Linked DNA regions of Rattus norvegicus: region 2 is linked to region 1. The links are chromatin contacts, called in public Hi-C maps. All regions are on one chromosome and are shown on one strand. The core of a region is the stretch at or near the end of the contact, and the rest is flanking DNA. Distances in the headings are between cores, read along the strand shown. Region 1 has its middle 33 kb from the start of Eno4. Region 2 has its middle 14 kb from the start of Kcnk18.

What was found. A called contact is a pair of places that touch in the nucleus more often than the background predicts.
Region 2: a Hi-C map of Schwann cells shows a contact between it and region 1, with 9 times the contacts expected there. The contact joins two enhancer-like sites. A contact is called at or near these places in 10 of 12 Hi-C or Micro-C datasets (the A7r5 cell line, Schwann cells, frontal cortex and 6 more) and 1 of 1 datasets of contacts at active chromatin or transcription factors (oligodendrocytes).

Annotation. Positions count from the first base shown.
Region 1 is chr1:268,046,960-268,053,072 of GRCr8, forward strand. It overlaps a transcript of Hspa12a not described here. Among named protein-coding and RNA genes, the nearest start is that of Eno4, 33 kb to the right of the region's middle. Within about 2 kb of position 3,067, at least 1 of the 93 cell types and tissues checked has an H3K27ac peak or open chromatin away from gene starts, as enhancers often do. A contact at or near this core is called in Schwann cells, where this site is marked.
Region 2 is chr1:268,343,933-268,350,045 of GRCr8, forward strand. No RefSeq gene overlaps it. Among named protein-coding and RNA genes, the nearest start is that of Kcnk18, 14 kb to the right of the region's middle. Within about 2 kb of position 3,494, at least 1 of the 93 cell types and tissues checked has an H3K27ac peak or open chromatin away from gene starts, as enhancers often do. A contact at or near this core is called in Schwann cells, where this site is marked.

The sequences.
Region 1 (6,113 bases), core at 1,817-4,316:
GGAAGAAGACAGAATTCAAAGGGAAATATGAAATAATACTGTGGTTTTGTGTGGCAAAAAAAGTATGTTTACACCGGGAGTCATAGTGTCTTTGTCTTGTCCTTTCGTTATGCAAATCGAAGAATTATACACAACTCAAGATCTGGTTTTACAAACTCACGTCCTGGGTGCTTAGAACTTAGCAAAGGTCGGCTATTATCAAGATCATGATTAGTAATAATACTTTAATAATTAAGATATAAGAAACATAATTCAGATTAGGGCTCTAAAATTAACCCTGAGGTAAATGACTAACCCGGTGGAGTGAGGTAGAGCAAGCTTCGAAGCTACCTCTCTCTTCCCACACCCAGCCTCTTGATGCATTGGACGCCCTTCACTCTCTGTTCTCTCCCCTCCCCCAACTCTCCCTGTGCCTCACCTACATCAGCATAGGCACCTCAGGGTAGACAAGCATATCCACAGTAGGGAACATGGGGCTGACTGCCTGGGCTTACAAAGCTGCTCCTTTGCCCCCAAGCCTCACTTAACCCAGGACTGGAAATGAACCCCCACCCCTAAAGTGGCTTTTGCAATGTCCCAGCTAAGCTAAAGGGCAGAGATTTGGAGACAAGGCATCTAGTCCCGGGACATCCCCAAGAACTAAGATACTCAGTCCAGCTCACCCTCTGTTCCGAGGACTAACAGGATTCGGAAGCAATTCAAGGGGTAATCCCCCTGACCCCGGTACAGCTTGAGCAGAACAGTATTTGGTCACCAATCTGTCAATTCAAGCCCTCCCCCTTAAAGATGATTAGCAAAGGTACTCAAGGTCTTCGCCACGGAGACGTTTTTATTTTATTTTCCCAGGATGTGTCTGCTCTTGGTGGTTCTTCAGGGATTCCTCCCAGGAAACCCCACAGAAGTAAAACCCACCAGAGCGTAATGCTTTTCCTGTTTCCGACAGCGGCTGTTTTTCTGCAGTCGGCCACCAGGCGGAGCCCCAGCTTTCTCTATGGAGCCATCTATGTCTTGCTAAATAAAATCTCTGTGGAAGTCCTCCCCACTTCTACGGGTCTGGCTGAGGGCCGCTTCCCCATTGGAAAGATCAGTGTCTTGACCCCAATGGGCCTACAGTCTAAGTGTGGGACGGCAGAGGGATTCACAGTCCAAGACTCAGGCACTAGGATGCCTCAGGTTCTCAACTGTGCGTTATGACTGAACACGCATGCTGCTCTCTCCCAGAACCTGAGAGGCCAACTGTGCTGAACACACCGCTCTGAGTCAAAACTGTAACCGGAACACACAACTGTAACTAGAGCACACACAGTGTGTGCGGTGCTTTGAGATGTTCTCTGTCTCAGGCAAGCGGACGCTTGGTCCCCAGTTAGTGGGTGTGGCCACTGAGGGTGAGCCGGAAGGTTTCAAGAGACGAGTTAGCTTCCCCTGCTTCCTGTTTGCTTACGTGTTTACCTATTCCTACCTGCTCTGCCATGGTGGACTCTAACCATCCGGAAACATAAGACAAATTAAACACTTTCTTCTATAACTTGCCTTGGTTATGGCGTTTCATCACAGTAATAGAAAATTAACTAATATTCCCTATAACAAGTGGGACTGGTTTGGGGGACAGCTTCTGAAATGACCACGGGGACAGCCAGCTGCTGGAACGCTTGGAAGGTGGGAGGTCCTGCCCAGCTTCAAGACAACATGTATTACGCTGAAACTCAAAAACTGGGCTCTCTCTTTGAACTGGGATTAAAGCCACACTGTGTCTCATATTATTGTCTCTGAATAAAATCTAATCCTCCTATAAAATGACCTTGACCTGAACAGCCACTTCCTTCTGCTTGAGTTCCTGCTTAGACAGGCTCATCCAGAACCAAGCTCCTCAACCACAATCAGGGAGGAGAGCTATGGCTAGCTGGCCAGATGGTTATTACTGGTACTCTCGGAACCCGTGCTCCTTTGGGGGGTCTGCTTGTCTCCTCCTACAGCCTGGACAGGCAGCTCGTTTTGCCCTGCTAGGTTCAAAGGCATCTTCAACTACTGAACATGGACTTACTTGACTGGCTTTGCCCTGAATGAACCCCAGGCAAGAGTCATCTCTGTGCCTCACTGCCCCCAATGTGCACAATGTGTGTGTGTGTGCGCGCACACACCACACACACACACACACACACACACACAGACACACACACACACAGACACACACACACACACACACACACACCAGAGACAAACAGCTCTCAGCTCACCCTCCAGTCTGGGGTGGTCCCCAAAAATAGGCTTCTGTCATTTAATCCACTGGGACAGCAACTTAGAGAATTAGCTTGAACATTAAATAGCTCATTAGGTGGATGGCAAGAGGTATGGATTCAAATTCAACCTTTCCACATCCAGCTGCGTGACGTGAGCAAACGCACATGGACACACAGACACAGACACAGACACAGACACAGACACACACACACACACACACACACACACACACACACACACACACATTGTTCCTCTGCCCTTACAAAGTTTGATTTACAGGGAGAGGAACAAGAGGCCTCTGAACACATCAGCCTCTCACCTCTGAGAAATGCTCACACTGAGAGTACCGATGAGCCCTCCTCACCCACCCTGGCTCTACACCTGGTGAACCCTCCTGTGCTTCCCTGTCTCATTATGACAATGGACTGCAAGTTCCAGAAGGGAGTGGCAGGATGTTCTGAGTGCTTCCCATGGAGCAGGGTCACAGAGTCAGTTTGCAGATGAGTTAGTTTTCTCCTTCCTTTCTGAAAGACATAACTTACCTGAACCACTTGGTATTTAGAATCTATTGGGAGATACAACAATGGTGGGGGATGATCTTTCATTTCTCTGGCTTGGTTTCCCCCAACCAAGCCAGAGAAATGAAAGTTCGGCCCCTTATGAACTCCACTTCCTGCTACAGCTCTCCCTCCACGCACCCACCATGGGGAAAGGAAAACCGGCCCTGGGGCTGACTGGATTTCTTCTCACAGTGGTGTGGGCTGTAGCTACAGCTGCCCCTGGCGTCAGTGCTAGCCAAGTACATTCTCCCCAGTGATGAGGTGGCCTTAAGAGAGAAACAAAAGCTTTCTGTGCCAGCCTCAGCCTTCCCACCTACTCACCCCGGTTCTGGGAGTTGACAGCCAGCAGTTTTCCTAGATTTGTGGGACAACTCAAAGAGACTTAAGTACGTCACCAAGGCTGTCACAAATGGATTAGGTGTAGTGGTCTCTTCTGTCTCACTCAGTGCTTAAGCCCTGCTGAGTCCCAGGAACAGAAGTCTCAACTTGGCATGAAGCCCTGGCAACCCTTATTGAGAACTGAGCTGCCCAACTCTTTCTGGCTTTATGAAAAGCATCCAGTGCCCATAGGTACCTGGGAGCATTCAGAATTCATTCATATTCATATTCTCTCTCTCTCTCTCTCTCTCTCTCTCTCTCTCTCCATTTGGATGCCAACAGTTACCCTGAGGTGCCTTGTGCTGTGTCCCCCAGACAGAGTCTCTCTCAGCTAGAGGAAATGGGACAATTTCAGAGCAAGTCTCATTGGCGACCCTGGGTTCTCTGGGCTCCGTGATGCTGTCACCTTACAGGTCTCTGATCTGTGCCAATATTTTCTCCATTCAAACGAAAGCTCTCATCAGCAGCCTTTCAAAATGCAAACAGCAAAGGTGGTGTCCAAAGACGGCACCCTTATAATTTCTCCTCTCCCCTCCAGTGCTCTATAACTGAGTGGGGGCTGGGTGAGAGGCGAGGTGAGCCTGCCGAGGAGCTTTTTGCGACCTGCCTGCAATCTGTTTTGACTTTTCTCTCTGTGTTGCAGAAGCATATGATTCACAGTTAAATTCAACCAAATAAACAAGCTCCGTTTTCAGGTTCTGTAAAACCTACAATTTTGGGAAGGCTGATGTGGTTGACACTAAATTGATTTCAACGTGTCCCATTTCTGGTCTAATGCTGGGCTCCTTTGAGCAAGAACAAATGTCCTCCTCATGATGGCTTCACTCTACCTGAATAGACTCGGTATAAACACACAGGAAGCACAGGCATCCAGATTAATTTTCTTTTTCTTTTTAAGATAAGAAAATATGGGGTGTTTTACTTTTCAAAGATTAATTTCCCACAGAGTTTTATAGTGTGCCAGGGTAAGGCTTTCATATGTTAAACAGTCATCCGGCACCCAGAAAGCTCAGGTGGTGATGGTTTGTTTTGTTTTGTTTCCCTCTTCCTATTTTTCCTGTGTGCATGAGACTCAGGTTGATGCTGGGAATCATTCTTGATCATCCTTTCACCGTATTCATTAAGACGGGGTCTCACCACCAAACCCAGACCTCTCCAAATGGCTAGTCTACTCAACAGCTTACTCGGGAGATCAGTCTTTGCCTTCTGAGGCTAGACAGGAAGGTTGTACACCTACCTCTCAGCACCCGCATGACTTCGGAGGATCGAACCCCCAACTCCTATACTCGCTCACCAGCTGGCTTTACCTTCTAAACCCCAGCCCCAGCCCCAGCCCCAGCCCCAGCCCCAGCCCCAGCCCCTGCCCCAGCCCCAGCCCCAGCCCCAGCCCCTGCCCCAGCCCCAGCCCCAGCCCCAGCCCCAGCCCCAGCCCCAGGCCCAGGCCCAGGCCCTGTGCCAGCCTCAGCCCCAGGCCCTGCTCCAACCTGAGCCCCAGCCTCTGCCCCTGCCCCAGCCTCAGTCCCTCCCTCTGCTGCTGCCCCAGCCCCAGTCCCAGCTCCTGCCCCTGCCCCAGGCCCAGGCCTAGCTTCAGCTTCAGCCCCAGGGCATCCATTTCACCCCCAACAACCTGCAGAGACCAAAAGGCATCTTGGGTGTAAAGCTCAACAGAAGGTTGGTGAGTGAACCCTGAGCATCTGAACGCCCACTCAAAAGCCAACAGTCCGCTTGACTCAGGATGACACGAGCTCTGAAGGACACAACCACCGCAGAAATGAACGGCATGGAGGAAAAGTGTATTTCTCAGAGGAATCTAGTCTGCATTGAGTGTGAAAGTTCTGTGGAAAACGTCATGGGATTGTGCTAAAATATCATTCACCATAGGCGAGCTGGGAACAGCAGCTCAGTAGCAGAGCATTTGCCTGGCACATAGGAAGCCCTGGGCTCAGCTCTCCCCACCCCCACCCCCAGCCCAGCATCATGAGAAGCGAAACAAACAGGCGAACAGTAATGAGATTTAATAAAAAGCAAAATGGGAGGAATAATGGTGGATACAGAAACTTATAAAAAGCCAAATACGGGGTGGTTGCCTCTCCTGTGGCAAGTGAGTTGCTTCTGACAACCACTGTGGTTTTGCAAAGATCTCGCTGGGGTGAAGGGGGCACTAATGATTACTATTTTCCACATGACAAAGTGTGCAGCCTCCGGTTGCTCTACGCCAGCAACCTGTACAAATACTTCAAAGTGAAAAGGTATCTTTATAATAATACATATATATGTATGTGTGTACATACGTGTGTGTATATGTGTGCATATATGTTGTGTATATATATATATATATATATATATATATATATATATATATATATATATCTGTCCAGGTGTGGTAGTACAGACTATAATCCTGCCATTCAGGCAGCTGAATTGGGAGGATCAAGAGCTGGAGGCCAGCCTGGGCTGCGTAGTAAGAGCTGCCTCAAAAGAAAGATTAGTTCCCACCTTTCTGTTCAAAGTACAACTGCTCAGAGTTGTAGCCCTGAAGAGTCACATCTATGCTGGCCCCAAGACTAGCCAGGGTTGTCTGTCTCCAGGACGTGGTGGTAGTGTCATCACCAAGACAACCAGTAACTGGAAGGGTCATAGCACAACAGTATAACTAGCAATTCAGAAGAGCCCACATGGGGGAGAGGCAGGCCCACATGGGGGAGGGGCCTTCTGCCTAAGAAGTCACAAAAATACCATTTAAAACTGTAAAGTCACATTTTCATCTATTTGTTTTGGGTGGGGAGAGTACACGTGCCACAGGATGTGGAGGGAGAGACATTCAGCCAGACTCACTCTTCTCGTTCTACCACTTGGGACCTTGGGATTGAACTCAGGTCATCATACTTGGTGCAAGATGCCTGTGGTGGCTTGAATAGGTTTAGCCCAGGGAGTGGC
Region 2 (6,113 bases), core at 2,244-4,743, 300 kb after region 1:
AACCACTCAGTCATCTCTCCAGCCCCCAAGGCTTTTGTTTTTCATTTTTGTTTTTAAGATGTGTTTTTAACTCATGTGTAGATATGGGTGCATAAGCGTGCAGATGAGTATGACGTGCCCAGGAAGCCAAGAAGAGGGCATCGGATCTCCTGAAGTGGAGTTAAAGGCAGTCATGAGTCCCTTGATGCTAGTTCTAGGAGCCAAACTCAGATTCCCTGCAAGAGCAGTACATGCTCCTAAGCTCCGAATCACCTTTTCAGGCGTTCCAGTTTTTAAAGTTTCGTGTTATAAAACGAGCGACAAGCTCAGCAAACAGAGTAATTTCTCAAGATTACACAGCTAGCACACACTGGAGGATGGCCTGAAACCAGCCTCTGTTTGAAAGACCAAAGCTTGGAGGAGCCACCAAGTTGTGTAACATTTAAAAGTGGCCAGCGTTTTCTGTTTTCCACCTGTTCTACTTTGTTGAAACTGCGGAGGCGGAAACCTCCAGCTGTGGAACTACCAGGGGTGTTTTGAAGCCCTCTTGCTGAAACCCCTTCTCTGGTCCCCATAGTGTACTTAGGTTATCCTGACTAATCTGAGCATCACATACAAGGAACCCCTACTTTATCCTCTGCAGAGGCTGCCCCTGCGCAGGTCATGGAAGAAGTCCGTTGAGTCCCCTGGAAGACCGTAGAGGTGGAGAGGGGACTTGAAGAGGGACACCTCCAGACTCTACTTGGACCCTCACAGCATAAAGCCCGACCATCTCCTATCATAGACAGAGGCCTAGGTCACTGTGCTAAGTACATCAGCAAGTAGGGTTGGTGGGGGTCCCCCAGCAGTTGACTCCCTACGGTTACCTCTGGGTTCCTCAGAAGGCCAGTGTAAACCCAGGAGCCAGGCCCTGCCCCGACACAGCCGTCTCTCCAGGCACTATCCACACTGTGGGTCGACTTAGAACCTAAGGACCAAACACTTGGCCCTAACTCTGATCCAAGACATAGCCACCATAGATCTAGGGGTAAACATCTGGATGGACACAGAGCTATCTAGGCTTAATCGGCAGAACGTGCAAGGGACTTAGCGACCCCTGGTGGCTGGATTTAGACTCACACCTCTTTTTGCCGTCTTTACCACCAGCCTGGCTCTCCAGAGACCCCCCCTATAACTTCTCCATTTGTTTGGAGATTCGAGGTAAATGTCAGTCTGAGAACAGAAACACGCGCCGCACATGTACAAACATGCACAAACACACACTTCTCTTTCCAAAACCCTTCTCCCAAGTCAGAAATAAAGGAGAAATGTTTGCATCTCCCTGGATTATTAAGAGACGGTGTCACCCCCACCCACTGGTCCACCTGTACGTCTCAGGCCTGAATTATGAAATGTGGAGGCAACTTTGATGTAAACCGTTCTGGCATGCAGTGTTCCCAGATGCCTAAGGCTACATACATACTGCTGTTTATGCTTTGAAAACCCCTTCAGAGAGAGAGGGTTCCTCCAAATCAAAATCAAGGGGAAAATTGTACTGAGGGTGTTTGCAAATAGGAAACAGCAGGGACACCCATCTAGCCTGCCTACTGGGTCTACTCCAGCCTTGTACAGCAGGGCACAGCTACCTTGTTCTGTACCTCCACTACATTTTTCTCACTTTTCTCAGGGAGGGCAGAGGCTTGGTCACTTGTCTGGTACACACTTAGAAAGTCAGGGGCCAGGGTCCACTGCAATATTGAGGACATAATGACTGTCAGGACTGTTCTGGGGAACACATGGCCTTGAAATTTGATGCAGTGGACCAACCAGGTAAAGCACACTTCTGGTTTTACTTCTTGTGTTTCACATTCTCAAAGCAGACCCTCAATCATCTACCTGTGGAGATGAACTTCTCTGAGAGCTGGGGGTAAAGAAATTGATCACAGAGCCTAGCCCAGCACTTGTTTTAATAAACGTCTTATGGGTAGATTCAAATGTTACCAAAAGACAAAACAAGATTATAATGAGCTCCTGGGTGTCAAATAATAAAATCATAGCCAATCTGTTCCCAAGAGACAACACCCTCACCAAAATTTTAGTACCACCTGTTGTACAGTAGTTTCCTGATTTGCTCTGTACAACCTAGAGGGAAGCTCATCAGGATTCCTGATGTTCTAAAAGAGGTTCCTTAAGACTAAGGGTAGAAACAACTCAGAAGCTCCAGGAAGTCCCTGAAACCGACCGGATGCACTAGCTCCTCTCTACCAAGCTTATATAAACAGGAAGGACTGCTGAGAGACATTCTAAGGCAAGAAGAACTGCCTGCAAGAGGCTTGAACTAGATATACTGCCTAGAAAAGGCAGAGATCAGATAAGCTGCCAGGAAGAGATATCCTCTAATCTGTTGAACTACTTGCCTGCTATACAGTGTGCTCCAGGTTTCCAGTTTTCATGAGCTGTCACACACACTGGGTGGGCTTAGATGATGGTAGCTAGCTGTCTTTGAGTCATTTGTGCTCCTGCAAGCAACCCTTTGCCCATATTCCTGCAAGTAACTCCAATAGAATGCATGGGTTCACCAAGTTTGGACTTTGGTGGTATCCACACTTCAGTCTGTCATGGGTTCCCTATGTGAGGGAAGTAGGTACTTGTTCATGTCCTCTCCAGGGATAGTGCAAACACCAACAACACAACCTCAGAACCGAGAAGGTACGCATTAGCATCATGGAGGTCTACCCAGTTCACTAAGACTTTGTCTGTACCCAGATTCCTGGAGGATCCTTTGGTTTTTTTTTTTGTTTGTTTGTTTGTTTTTGTTTTTTTTGTTGTTGTTGTTTTTTATGAGACTTAAGCTGGAGGCTTGAATTCTCTCACTTAGCTGGATGACTTGGGCATGGTATTCATATGCCTCTCTGAGTACTAATGTTACTTCATGTGGTTGCCATGAAGATGAAAATTCTTCCTGCAGAATTTTGCCTAGGCCAACGAAGAGGTATCTTGACTATTTCTCCCAGGACTGGAATTCAGTGAAGTGTTTAAATAAATTGTGAAGATTTAAAAGCTGGGTTTGAGTTATTTCTTTTGAGTTTCAGATTAGTTCTAGGAAAAGACAAGAACCAGGGAAAGTTTTTGCCCACCTTTTGCAGCGTTGGGGGCCAAACTTAGGGCCTCATGTATCCTTGGTCACCATCTATTACTAAGAAATAGTCCTGGCCGTGTGTGTGGTCAGCTTTCAAGCGTCACTCCGTGGTGCCTTTAGCATATGGTGGAAGCTGAAGACAGCCAGAATGAAACAAAGTCACTTTTAGAACACCACGTTTCTCCAAGGATACCCCTGGCTCTTGGTTTCTCTGTGCTTGTCAAGGGTCAGGTCTGCATTCCTGCATCGAATGAAGGACTCACACAGGAAACAGTGATGGAGGTTGACATCACTGGGTCACATGGTCTTTGCGGGGACCCTCTGCCTGCAGCAGCTATGACTTTCACTTGATTCATCGCTCACTGGCTTTGAATGGATGGCGTTCCCACATCACGCAGGACTTGCCACTGCCTTTCTGCCTCTGTAAGCCGCATGGGGGCAAAGGCCACGGCTGCTTTCTCACTGGTGTATTCTCAGCCCATCGCACAATGAAGAATTGTCGAATGGCTTATTTTTTTACTGGAAGCTGGATTTAGAAACTAGTTTCACCCTCACTTCACCCTAACCAGTAGTCCTTGCAAAGAATTCACAACGCATCATTTCAGTGTGTTGTGTGTGAAATTGACCTCCGTGTGCCCCGCCGGATGAGCTGTTCTAGGGGCGATGGGACAGAAGGGCTCAGATCAAGTTGGATCACTGGATGCTTAGATTGTATGGTGCAGTGAATAAATTTAAAGCACAATGAGATACAAGAGGAAAGAGACAGGACCTACGTTTTGGGTTAACAATACTTGGTTCTCTCTCCCTTCTTCCTCCTCCCCTCCCCCTCCCTCCCGCTCCCTCTCTTGACCTCTCACTCTCTCTCCTACCTATCTCCACCTCGGTCTCTAGCACTGTGATTGTTTTATCATCTTGATGGGATTCAGGATTATGGAGGAAACAGCCATGGGCAAGTCCGTGAGGGGTTGTCTACATCAGGTTAATTAAGGTGGTGGTGTCTTTCCTTGGACTGGGGTTACAGACTGAATGAAAAGGAGGCACAAGGTGAAAACCCCCACCCATCACTGTGTGCTTTCTGACTGTGGGTACCATGTGACCAGCTGCCTTGAGCTCCTGCCACCATGCTGGACCCTAAGACTGTGAGCCGTTATAAACTTGTCTGCGAATTACGTTTGTCGGGATATTTTACCAAAGCAACAGTAGCGAGTCCAGTCGTGAATTATCTCCAATCTCTGCCATGTCTCTTTCCTCATTGATTTCCCCCTTAGTGATGTGATGACTGTAAAAGCCGTATCTGAGGGAGAAGGAGAAGACCCAGTAGACAGAGGGATTCTGTGGCAACGGCACCTACTTTGCTTTAGAAATCTGCTCCCTTCTTTGGCGAAAGCACACCCGGGACTGGACACAAACAAGCTTCCTCTTGCTTTTGCTGTAGAATGTATTTGGGACCACAGAGGGCATCACCAAGTGACCGGCTCTCAGCCTAATGCAGATGTTTGCACCTTATAACACCGTCCCTTCCTCTTCCTGTACAGTGAGTGTACTCTGGTCTATCCTACCACATATTCTGTTTATTTTGTCTGTCTTTCTCAGTGAGGTTTACAGTGTTTCCTGAGCTCTACTTTGACACACCCTGCGCATTTTCCTTATGTCTCATGACCTTCTGGCTTGCTTCCTGCTTTTATTGACTTCTGTATCATAATTAACTACTATCAAATACAACATTATGACATAATACACTACTAAGACACCTACTGTGCACTGAGCATCGTGCTAAGCACTGACAGGTCCCACATGACTCCTCTGTAGACTTCCATGTTGACAATGATGTCTACAGCTCCATATGGTGGCTAACTGGGGCAATTACAATGAAAGCTGTGGGATCTGCAGATCTTGGATGGTCAGAGGAGTGTCTTAAGAAGGTGTCAACTGGGGGTTGGGGATTTGGCTCAGTGGTAGAGCGCTTGCCTAGCAAGCGCAAGGCCCTGGGTTCGATCCCCAGCTCCGAAAAAAAAAATAGAAAAAAAAAAAAAGGTGTCAACTGGTCAGAGACCTGGAAGAGAGCTCCAGAAATTTCTCCTAAATAAACACTAAGATGAAGTAGACCTTTTTTTCTTTGCCACCCCTCAGTTCTGAGTCAAAGTCCACCTTTTTCTCCTCCATCAGGTTAGAGAACACTCACCTGCTCTGGTCCTTCAAATGCGCAAACGTGTTTTATACAACAACAACAGCGAAAACACACCTATTGGCAAAGGACCGTGTGCAACAGCATTTAGGCTTATAAACGCCTCTAACAGGGACCAACAGCCTATAATTAGAATTTAACAATTCAAGAGAGGAGTAATGTGCACCCTGCGGGACAGATTGGAGTCTTTTTTCTTTAGTTCTGCAGGTTCGGTGGGCAGATTGGCCCCCGACTTGCCTCCTACAATAACTGTCCTACTGAGGTAAACATGTCACAAACAAGAACAATGAGATCACCAATAATATAACACTAATACTATAAACAAAAGAAACACCACCTTTGGCTCCAGTGGAATGAGAGACACAGTGCAGACCCACTCACAGAGCTTTTTTAAAAAAAACACCTCACAGCCTATGCTCAACAGTTTCCAGGGGCAATTTTCTAAAAACCCAGGTATGGGGAGAAATCTTTTCCTGGAATGTGCTTGATTTTGCACTTTTGGATGGCGCTTACACAGAGACAATGAATGTCATACAGCCCTCAGACACAGCTTCATCAAAGCTGTCTTTCTAAAACCTCAGGCTTTTCAAACTGCTAAGGCTCTGGGATCACAGGCCACACATCCTTGATACCGCTATCTTTCTGTATTTTGTTGAAGAATGAATGTTAGGGTGTAGATGTTTGGGGATGGCATGTTTCAAGCCCTTGATCTTACAGATGAGGAATGAGTGCCCAGAAGAATCACCTCAGAGGCACTGTGAAAACACACACATTCTTACACAACCACACAGAAACAGACCTGGACATCAGCAAGAGACCTGGCTGCTTTCT